Linked DNA regions of Sus scrofa: all the other regions are linked to region 1. Evidence: chromatin contacts called from public Hi-C and promoter capture Hi-C data. All regions are on one chromosome and are shown on one strand. The core of a region is the stretch at or near the end of the contact, and the rest is flanking DNA. Distances in the headings are between cores, read along the strand shown.

Evidence for each region. Promoter capture Hi-C pulls out the DNA fragments that hold promoters and counts their contacts. A called contact is a pair of places that touch in the nucleus more often than the background predicts.
Region 2: a promoter capture Hi-C map of liver shows a contact between it and region 1, with 3 times the contacts expected there. The contact joins the enhancer-like site here to the promoter of PARM1 in region 1. A contact is called at or near these places in 1 of 5 promoter capture datasets (liver), 7 of 47 Hi-C or Micro-C datasets (alveolar macrophages, embryonic fibroblasts, fetal heart ventricle and 4 more) and 1 of 2 datasets of contacts at active chromatin or transcription factors (skeletal muscle).
Region 3: a contact with region 1 is called in a Hi-C map of embryonic fibroblasts, with 2.3 times the contacts expected there. The contact joins the promoter of USO1 here to the promoter of PARM1 in region 1. A contact is called at or near these places in 1 of 5 promoter capture datasets (fetal skeletal muscle), 4 of 47 Hi-C or Micro-C datasets (embryonic fibroblasts, heart right ventricle and skeletal muscle) and 1 of 2 datasets of contacts at active chromatin or transcription factors (skeletal muscle).

Annotation. Positions count from the first base shown.
Region 1 is chr8:70,785,580-70,789,390 of Sscrofa11.1, reverse strand. PARM1 (prostate androgen-regulated mucin-like protein 1) reads right to left here and starts at 1,257. Exons shown (of 5, transcript NM_001243716.1): 1 at 944-1,257. The coding sequence starts at 986.
Region 2 is chr8:71,331,398-71,335,142 of Sscrofa11.1, reverse strand. All of the region lies in intron 2 of G3BP2 (ras GTPase-activating protein-binding protein 2), which reads left to right. Among named protein-coding and RNA genes, the nearest start is that of G3BP2, 30 kb to the left of the region's middle. Within about 2 kb of position 2,237, at least 17 of the 83 cell types and tissues checked have an H3K27ac peak or open chromatin away from gene starts, as enhancers often do. A contact at or near this core is called in fetal liver, liver, omental adipose tissue and 1 more, where this site is marked.
Region 3 is chr8:71,361,736-71,365,069 of Sscrofa11.1, reverse strand. It overlaps USO1 (general vesicular transport factor p115), which reads right to left and starts at 1,443. Exons shown (of 27, transcript XM_005666762.3): 1 at 1,205-1,443. The coding sequence starts at 1,270. It overlaps G3BP2 (ras GTPase-activating protein-binding protein 2), which reads left to right and starts at 1,596. Exons shown (of 13, transcript XM_005666759.3): 1 at 1,596-1,811.

The sequences.
Region 1 (3,811 bases), core at 8-2,507:
ATATTCTTTTATCTAAACATAACAGTGTACCGCGCACGCAGGCTGATTTTTCTACCGGTGCCTGATCCACAGTCGGCCTGCATTTTCTGCAAAAATTGGGCACCCTAATCTCAGACTCAAAGCGCTCTTCTGACTCTCTCCTCGGCGCCCACCAGGCCGAGCTCGGTCCTCCCGCTCCTTTCTCCCCAGCTCCCGCCTAGAGGCCGCTGCCGTCCGTGGTCCAGAGACCCGCGCGGTGCGCGTGGGAAGCCATCCCCAAGGAGCCAAGTTAGCAGTTTCTGCCAGGGCACGCATTCGGGGGAGCTCCGGGCCACAGGGTAAAATTGCCACCCCGGCGGTGATAGCGAGCTTAAGCCGCCGGATCCAAGCAGCTGCCTTGGGATTGTTAGCGCCGCATCATCCCCAAGCGTTAACTAGGAAGGGACGCCAGAGGCCAGAGACCAGAGCCCACCAAGTCTGGGGAAAAGCAAACCAGCCCCGCAGGGCGCACGGCCCGAGCATTAGCTTTCCCAGATGCCACCCCTCCCTGATTCTTCTTCTCATCCCTCTCGGGTCCAACCGCGTCAAGAAGTCTGGTGCCCAACTTTGGGCGGGTGTGCTCAGAGACCCGAGAAGCCTCTAGTCGCAGTCAGTGTCGCCAACCCCGGGTTCAAAAGCGTCGCGCAGCCACCTGTTTCCCAAAGCCCGGAGTTCGTGTGAGAGCGAGCGGCGGCCGGAAGAACCCAGTCACCCCCTCAGTCCGGCTCGGCCCAGGAGCTCCCCAAATGCTCATCACCCCAAATCCAAGTGCGCACATATCTCTGCGCAACACCGGAGGCTCGCGCCACTCCGGCTACCGGCGCGACTTACTTCCCGGTCTCCCCGCTCGAGCCCCCGCCCCAGCGCTGGCCGTGCGGCCCGTGTCGCCCCGGCCCTTCCTGGCAGGACGGCGCCCCCAAAATACCTGCTGTGACGATGAAGAGAGCGAAGAGCGTCTTGCGGACCATGGTACCGTGGTGCTTAGTGCCAAACCCGGCGCGGGCGGCAGGAGAGTTTGCCAGGACTGACAGAGCGCACCGGGCGCGGGCGGCTCCTCCTCTGCCCGGTTGGCTACTGTGGGAGCCGGGCGGCCGGGGCGGCTCGGGCGGCGGGAGGGGAAGAGAGGCGAGCGCCGCGCGGCTCCGTCAGCTGCGTATCCTCCGGCGCCCGGCGCGCTTCTGCTCCATCCCAGCCGCGGGAGCCGGGGGCCGCCTCCGCCGCCCGACTGCCGCCGCCAAACCCCTCCCACCCAGGCCCCGCGGCGATGACAAGGCCACCCCTGGCCTTTCCTCTCCCGGCGGCGTTCAGGTCCCGGGAGTCCTGGCCCAGGGCGGCCTCTGCTGGACAGTCGGGGCGGGAGATCCGAGTTTTGAGCGGGTTCAGCGAATGTTTGGGGCCGCTAGGCCTGTGCTGGGAGCTAAGGGAACGCAGTGTAATGGGAGCGGATTTCTGCCCTCAAGAATTTATCTCACCTTTTCTTATGTGGGTGATAACCTTTAAACAGGTTATGCCACCTCCAAGAGCCAAGACCCCACTTCCTAAGAGAACGTATTACATTTCTTTCCAAGTATGAGAACCTTTTCCTTTTCCTTCATTTCTCCGGATGTTCCTGCGTATACATTAAACCTTCGCACACGTTCAACCCCACTGCATTTCCTGGTGCCTAAGTCAGGGTGTCTGTTATCATATTCAGCTTCTTTCTAGAAGAAACAGTATTAATGTCAGGTAACAGTGGTTCATGGGCCCATTCAGAGCCAGGCACCCCATTTCATGTTGTATCGTGATACCTTCCAACGACCCTGGGACATAAGAATTCTTATTCCATTTTGTAGATGAGAAAACTAATGCACAGAGAAGAGAAGTGATGTGCTCAGGATCACATGGCTAGTAAAGACTGAATCCCGTAATTGAAGAGTTTGTGCACCAGGGCATAATACCAAAGGCTGACATTTCCTGAGAATGTCTGCGTGCTGGACGACTGCGCTGTACAGGTATCAACCCAGTCATGGTCTCAGAACAGTCCTTTGATGTGGGCACTCTTATGTCTTCATTTCCAGGGGAGAAAATGAAAGCGTCTGGAGGTTTAAGTACTTGCCCAAGGTCACACAACCAGCTAATGGTACAGATAAAACACATGCCCGCGAACTCTGGGTCATCTCTGTACTATGCTCCTTTTTCAAAGTCCGAAGTCTCTGTGTGTTCACACAGATCAAAGCTGACCCTTCTCTTAATGCTTCCACCACCTTAGAGCTGCTTATTTCTATACCTCAGCCAGACCAGATGCCAGAGCAGCTCCCAATGTATGTATTAGGAGCCCGGTGGTCCCCTAGTCCCTGGAGATGGGATGCTGCAGGAATTAAGGGGCATCCCTAAAGAACTGGTTTGTTCAGGACCATCACTAGCTCTGGAGAAGAGTTTTCTTCTTCTGTGACTTCTTACCTCCTAGAGAGAGCCTCGGGTTTTCTTTTCTCACTCTTTGGGGCCTCCCGGCTTTGTCTGTGATGATATCAGTTCCTCTCACTGACCCCACCATTACCACTTGTCACACTTCCACAGCTGGATTAAACTGAGCTCATAGTGTTTCTTTTGTCTTGGTACATGTATTGATTCTCGGTGAAATGAGGAGTAGAAATATTACAACCAAATGCCCTCCCATCCAACCACCCCGGCCAAAGAAACTGCAAATGCAATTTATTAAACAAGTTCTCTTAATGCTTTTGACCTTCAAGTCCTTCTGGTTTCTTGTGTAATCAGTGTGATTATGAACAATTTCTGCATCTGTGCGGTGGCTGTCATGGGGGCAGGGACCACACACAGATGGAATTTTGTGGGCATATTCTATAAAGCCCTGGTCCTTTTAGAGAGGGCCATTTAAGTAAGTGACTGTGTGACAGAAATAAAGATTTTTCAAAAACACTTCACAGAAAAAACTAATTGAGATTCAACAACACTGTAATGGAATTCCTGAGTAGTGCAAAGGATGTGTGACTGGCTTTGATATCTAAGAGGATGGTCTGGTACCCAAAGGATGGTGATTCCCACACATGAATCAGTTAAAATATCTAAAGCTGTTCATTGTACCCAAATCAGGGTTGAAAATGATTTCTTGAAGCAAAACAATTCATTTTTATGAACAATTCAAACTTTTATTAATTTAATGAAAACATAGTTGATCACTTACTAGGTGCTTGCCATGGATTTGGTGGTAATAGTCAAGATCAGTAGGGTATGGTGCTGTAATGAACCACTGCAAAGTCTCAGTGCCTTAGCAAGAAAGGTTTATGCGTTGCTCATTGTCATCTTCTGTGGATCCAGGTTACTCCCCAGAGTAGATTTCCCCTCCATCAGTACTCAGTGTTGTAATATCAAAACCTGCTTCTCCACTCCCTGAGATGGGGAAAGAGAGAGGAGAGTTAAGTGCAGCGTTTAAGTCTTCCGCCTGGAAGTGGTGATTCTGTTCATATTTTATTGGTTAAAGCAGGTTGGTGGCCACACTTGACTTCAAGAAAGCCAGGAAGCACATTCTTCATGGTTGTGATGTATGCCGCAGTGGTTAATTGTCTTTGCCATCAGGAAGCTTTACATTCTTGTAATGAAGGGTCAAACACTGAAGGATCACAAAAATATAGGCTATCATGTATTATGGAAGAGTGGTGGGGAAGGGGAGAAATGGGTTAACTGTTTCGTAGTTGTTTGCTGCAATCAGTTGAATAGAAAAGTGTTCAAACTATACGCAATACTCCATTCTGTTAACTACTTTAAATAATAACACCCACTAGCATTTACTGGGCTT
Region 2 (3,745 bases), core at 988-3,487, 540 kb before region 1:
TTTAAGGGTGGTATTAATAAACTCTAATAGTATATTTTCAGCACCCTTTTCTCTTTTTTTTTTTTTTTTTTTTTGATAGTAAAGAGAAATAATTTCTTTCTTTCTTTTTTTTTTTTGTCTTTTTTTTTTTTTTGCCGTTTCTTGGGCTGCTCCCGTGGCATATGGGAGGTTCCCAGGCTAGGGGTCCAATCAGAGCTGTAGCTGCCAGCCTATGCCAGAGCCATAGCAACACGGGATCCGAGCCCCATCTGTGACCTACACCACAGCTCACGGCAACGCCAGATCCTTAACCCACTGAACAAGGCCAGGGATTGAACCTGCAGCCTCATGGTTCCTAGTCAGATTCGTTAACCACTGCACCATGACGGGAACTCCCGAGAAATAATTTCATTAGCTTAAGAAATGCTTATTGTACCAGCACTATTCTATTTGCTGAGAGTTTTATTTTGTGCCTGGTTTTGTGATAGGGCAAAGATGGGCAAGGAAACTAAATACATGATTAACAAGACTGAGCATTTACTACAAGAGGGAAGAAGCGAATGAAAATTTAGAGAAAGTAAACACCAAAAAGAGAAAGAAAAAAAACCCAGGGGTGGAGGCCAAGTGGCCTTAACCCCGAAAGGTCAGAATTGGTCAATTATGTCTAAAGCTGGAGAAAAAATTCCATACCTGCAAAAGAATGCAGCAGAACTTAACCTTTTGGGGAAGTAGAACACAGAAGACTAAATACCCTTGATACCTCTTAGGTTGACAAAATGACCTCATCTCTTTGGAACCTAGAGATCCAAAGAGTAGTGAGTCTTTCTTTGAAGAGGGTGTCAGGGCAGAGTACTCTGAGCAGAGCTAGAAAGGGCTATATCCAAGAATATAGAGTTTTAGGGGAGTTCCCCTCTTGGCTCAATGGTTAACAAATCTGGGTAGGAACCATGAGGTTTCAGGTTTGATCCCTGACCTCGTTCAGTGGTACTTAAGTTCTTCTGTTTTTATTTATGTTGATTTCTTTGCGTATTTTAATGGATAATACAGGATTACTTTTCCATATTTGCTATGATTATAAATAGAGAAAAATACATGTTTAAACCTGGAAGGAAATAAAAGTGCTAACAGTTTTTGTATTCAGTGGTGTAATTATGGCTGATGTATTTTTGCTTCCCATTTTCCACATTTTTGTGTTAAACATGTATTACTTAAAATGAAAATAATGAGCAAACTTATGAATAAGTGATATGGTATTGCTTAGGGAAATAGTCATGAAATCTTTCCTAAAGGAATAACTACAAGAGAAAACATTTTCTAAGTGTAAGCCATGACACAGATACAATCTGAAATATATTAGTTTCAAAATCAATATAATATGTTGTGGTTCATAAACTAATTAGAATCAAATCTTAGTAGTAGATGCAAACTATTACCTTTAAAATGGATAAGCAATGAGGTCCTACTGTACAGCACAGGGAAATATACCCTGTCTCTTGGCGATAGAACATGATGGAAGATAATATGAGGAAAAGGAAGTATATATATGACTGGGTCACTGCTGTACAGCAGAAATTGTCACAACATTGTAAATCAACTATAATAAAAAAATTTTTTTTAAAGAATCAAATCCTATAGATACTTTATAAGACATGCAAGCCAGTCCAGTGTTTAGGAGGCTGGCTGGGTGGTCCATTTTGCAGGAAGAAATAAGAAAGGACAATTGGAGAGCCAGACTGAGCAGGGAGTAGGAAGGGCCCAGCCTTTAGTCAGCTATGGACTGATGCATGGTTCTGAACAAGTTTCTTCTTCTGGGAATACTGATTACCGCAGTGCAGATCTGTTCTGAGACTGGAGCCAAATTGGAGCGGGTTCAGAAGGAGTGGAAGAGGGGTTAGAGACAGCACGTATAAAAAACGCTTTTGAAGAATTTCACTCTACGAAGAAGCAGAGAAATGGGGCAGTAGCTAGAGGGGAATGGGGTAGGGACAGTTTGCTGTTGTTTTACAGCCTGTTTATATGCTGATGGGGATGATCCAGTGCAGAGAGAAAAATTGGTGACGATGGAGCACTGCCCTGCAGAGTGATCCCCAGAGTCCACAAGAGGGGAGGCAAGGCCTTAGGGAGGAGTGCAGCACAGGGAGCGAGGCAGGTGGGACTGAGGCGCCAGTGGGTGTGGATACCCGGGCCTGAGTGATGGGAGAGTTTGCAAATGTCTCGATTGCTCTAGACTGTCCTGTGGGATGAAGTCCATCGAGCAAACAGCACCACCAAAGAGCATGCACCGGGAGAGTGAGTGGGGAGCTGTTGCAGGGCACCTTGAGAGAAGCCGGGACACAGTCATCTAGGCGAGTAAAGCCAGAGGAAATGTTGCATAATTGTGGTGGCAGCGGTGGCGGTGGGGTCCCCAAGGGAGGGCCCACTGGAAATCAGTAGGTCAGAATTTAAGGTGCCTGGTCCAAAGTCAAGGTGGCAGCCAGGCTGCTTCCTTCTGGAGGCTCTAGGGCAGAAGGGGTTTCTTTGCCTGTGCCACTTTCTAGAGGCCACTTGCCCTTCTGGGCTCCTGGTCCCTCCCTCCATCTTCAAAGCCAGCAACATAGCATCCTTGAATCTTCTTCACCGTTTCTGTCTCTGAGGTGGCCCCTCTTGTTTCCCTCTCTTGAGGGCCTTTGTGATTGCTTTGTGCCCACCTGGATAATCCAGGACAATCTCCTGGTCCCCAAATCCTTAATCACTTCTGCAAAGTCCCCTTTTACCATGTAAAGTAACATATTCATAAGTCTTCGGATTAGGACACTGGCATCCTTGAGGGGGGCCATTATTCTGTCTCCCGTAATTAGTGGAGTTGAATATGTTTTCATATGATTATTAGCTTTTTGTATTTCTTTTGGGAATTACCCATTCCTGACATTTTTTTCTATTAGCTGTTAGTCTTTATAATTCATGTGTAAAAGCTCCTCTCTTAAGGATATAAAGCTTAACAGTGCAGCGTTTTGCACATTTCCCCCTAGTTTATTGCTTGCTTTTCAATCTTGTTTTCAAGGTATTATCTAACATACAAAAGTCTGTTACTTCTTAAAACTTTATATTGTGGAAAATGTCAAAGAAATAAAAGTAGAGCGATTGGTATATTAAATCTCCACATATTTTTCACCAAGCTTAAGAAATTATCGACTCGAAGCTCACCTTATTTTATCTGTGTTCTTACCCACTTCTCCTAAGTTATTTGTTATATTGAAGTGAATACCAGACATCAGATCATTTCATCCATAATTTTTTTAGCAAAATGCATTAATTTTAGGACTTAAATTTTCTTCGATTATTTTTCCTAAGCCTTCTGGGTTTGGTGCCATGCACAAAAAAGCCCAATTCACTTGTCTTTTTAAAAGAGATGATGATTGGGGGTGGGGTGGGGGAATGCGCTGGGGTTGTGGGATCGAAATCCTATAACATTGGATTGTGATGATCATTGTATAACTATAAATGTAGTAAATTCATTGCGTAAGAAAAAAATTAAAAAAATAAAGTCTGAATATAAGTTTTTGTACCTTTTAAGGAGGCCTTGTTCCCTTTGTCTTAACTTGTTTTTATTAGGGATGACCACGTTGACTGCTTGAATAAGTATATCTGAGCACCTGTCATGTGAAGCATGCTGTGAATTCATCTTCATGTTACCTTTTGAGTACATGTGAACAGGGAACTCTGTAAAAGGATTACAATTATAAAATTAGCAATTGGCCCATTGGCGTCCACACTCTGGATTTAGTCC
Region 3 (3,334 bases), core at 194-2,693, 580 kb before region 1:
TTTTAAAACATGGCACCAGCAAGGCAAACCCTGGTTGAATCTTGGCTCGGTTCTTAGCAGTGTGACCTGGGTCAAGTTACTACACCTCTCTAACCCTCATTTCTTCGGTTGTAAAGTGAGGATACTATCACCCATCTAGCAGGGAGGTTAGGGGCTTAAGGAGAATGTAAACTTGAAAGAGCACAATACCCAGCACAAGCTTGACAAATGAATGCTACTATTTTACCCCTGAGGATCCCATCAACACAGGACATGTTTGCAGACGACCAGGTCATGTCTATGAACACTACCCAAAGTTTACCTTAAAAATGTCATACTTTGTCACTTTTGGGGAGATCTAAAATTACCCTCAACGTAAAAGCGTCTTTAAAAAAATGTCATATACACGCTTTTCTAACAGACATTAACCAAACTTCCTAAACCTAAAATAGAACCAACTTAACAACTACTGTGTGCAGGAGCGCACAATTTGTTAAAAGAGACGCTGCAAATCATGTCATCACGAGTTCAGACTTCTGAATGGGGTGAGTGGAAAGGAAATGTGTTCCCAAAGCGGACTGAGCGCGAAAGATCCCTACAACGTCCGGGCTAGTGTTTCCTAAGCATTTGGGTGAGCCTGAAACAGGGTCCGGACTAATAACACCCGGCAGAACGACCGGTCTCTCCAGCTGAAGGGACAGGGGCAGGTGGCTTTGTGTCCCAAACTATCGTATTATTCTTAGCCACTTGCTCCGGTCAACAGCTGGGTTTTAAACCTTCTTGCAGTCCTCCCCAAAGCCCATATCAGACTGCGAAGAACAGAGCTGGACTTTAGGTTCCTCACTGCCAGTGGAGACACTGGCGCAACGGGAGGGGCAGGCCCGCGGCCCGAGGGCGCGGGAGACAGGTCAGGCCACCTCTGCCCTGGATCAATCACTTCCCGGGCGCTATCACCCTCGGACCACCACCAAGCGGCCTGCGGAGCTTCGGGCGCAGCTGCTGTCAGCAGGGCCGAGCCGCTGCGCTGGTGGCTGCGCTGGGGGCGTGAGGGAATATAACTCGGGGGTTTCGGCAGAGGAAGGGGAGGCACGCCGGCAAAGGGGGAGGCGGCGTGTGGACTCCCCGCCCACAGCGGGGCGCGGGAGGTGACCTCCCGGGCCCCAAGTCCTCCGTCCCGGTTCCTGCCCGGACCCTTCCCAAGTCCCGGACCCGTCGCTCCTCTCACCGTCTCGGCTTCTGTGTGCTGGGGTCCGGCACTCTGACCCCCCATAACCCCGCGGAGGAAATTCATCTTGCCGTTCAGCCACCGGCTCTGCCTACCCCTTCGGGAAAAAAAAGATAACTTCCTCTGGTCTCCGCTGGGCCTGGCCTCCGAGCCCGCACTCTGCACTCCGCGGCCGCCGCCACCACCGCCTCCTGCTCGGCGGCCGCTCCAGCCCCCTAAGCCCGGAAACAGCCGCCGCCACCAGTCGAGATGCGCATGCGCGGGGACGTGGCATTACGTGGCGGCTCGAAGGGCGAAGGCAAAGGGAGAAAGTAGGCGAGCGGAGGCCCGCAGCCCGGGGTCGTCAAGCCCCGCCCACTGCGCAGGGCCCGCCTCCCTCCGCAGGGACACGCCTCCTACTCCCGCCCTTCGCGGGTGCCTTCTGCTGGCCTCAACCACCCACGTGGTCGGAGCCCGGCCCTGCCGGCTGGAGAGGATCCGAATAGTGTACGCGTTTTGGCTTGCAGGGTTTTTAATTGTCACCGAGTGGGGTTTACTGTAGGCTGTCAAATCAGGAGTCGTATTTTGTTGAGTGGAAAGTGAAATTTACCTTCGGCCGACGTGACAGGTAAGGGGTCCCGACGCCTGGGAGGGTTCATTCTGGTTTTGCGGTGTAGCGGTACCAGCATTGTGGCCTTCTCATCCCCATAAATTGCATTTCTTTACAGGGCTTTGTTTGGTGGTAGAAAGGGTGCCAGAACCCCCTCATTCCACTACCACGGGAGGGCGCATTTTTCAGCTCTTGCTCTTAAACCCGCTAAAAGGAATTCCTGGATCTAAGCACCAGGTACACCGCTCTTTTCAAGTGGTGTGAAGCGAAAACCTATCTAAAGATAGGAAATACATTGATCTGCAGTGTCAGACTGGCAGCTAGTAGTATGATGTTTTATTAACTCTAAACCCTATATTTTCAGTGTTTTTTTTTTAACATAAAAATGTCATTTTTCAAATCGTCATGCCTTGTTTCTTTCGAAATGAGAGTGCCAGGTACACATGCTTATGGAGTGGTCTCGTAAATGTCTTGAACCTAAAAAGCGCAGGGTCCAGTTAGCTGATTGATTCATACACCCCTCCAACTGCAGGTCTCCCCAGCCTCCCTTAAAGAAAGAAAAAAAAATCAATATGCATCTTCTATGTGCCCGACCCCACTCCTTAGTACTGCTCTCCAAAGCATTGCCTAAGCTAGAAGGAGGAAGCTGAGAGGAATCTGAAACTCTGGGTTTCACCCACACATGTCCTGCAGTCAAGTCCTGTCACTCTATTTATAGAATATTTCTCAAATAGGTCCCTGCTCTCCATCCTCTCTGCCTCTGACATAGTTTATGTTCTCATCATTTTTCACCAAGATCATGGCAATAGCTTCCTAACTAGTTTGTCTGCATTCAGGGCATGGCTTCCTTCCAGTTCAGTCTCCAGTCTATGCCTGGGTGAGCCTACCAATGACAAAACATCTATGCATGTTGGTCCTCTTCTTAATATCTTCCAATTGTTGCCGATTCTCACCATGATAAAATCCAAACTCCTTAGGTTGGTATACAGGCCTGTTGTGTTCTGACTCTTGCCTATTTTTCTAGCTTATGCCTCCCCCGTGTACTTCTGATACCTGCCTGGATATATCCTTCCCTCCCTCCACTTCTTCAAGGAAACTCTTGCTAGTTCCTTAAGACCTAATTCTGGCATCTTCTGAAAGCTTTCCCTGAAATCCAGATACATAGGTATATGCTAGCACTTTGCAGGTGTTAATAAGTGGGAAGCTCTCAGTAAATGCTTGTTGAAGTGGACTATTAAGGGCACAGCTATTTTATTCATTTTTATGTCTCTGTGGCTTAGCAGTGTCCAATAAAGGTGGTATTGATGGATACATGAAGAAAATATTAAAGGATATATGAATATTATGCTGAGGAGGAGAGGTTCTTTTTGCAGCTGTAAGTACAGTGGGATTGTAGATAACCCATATCACAAAGGCTGCCGTGCAGTTTCCTTTCCTAGGGCCAGGGTTATAAGCCTGGGTGACTTGGAGAGTGGGGGAGATCATGCTGCCAAAAATACTGTACACAAAGCATTGTCCTCTGCTTCAAAACCAGACACTTG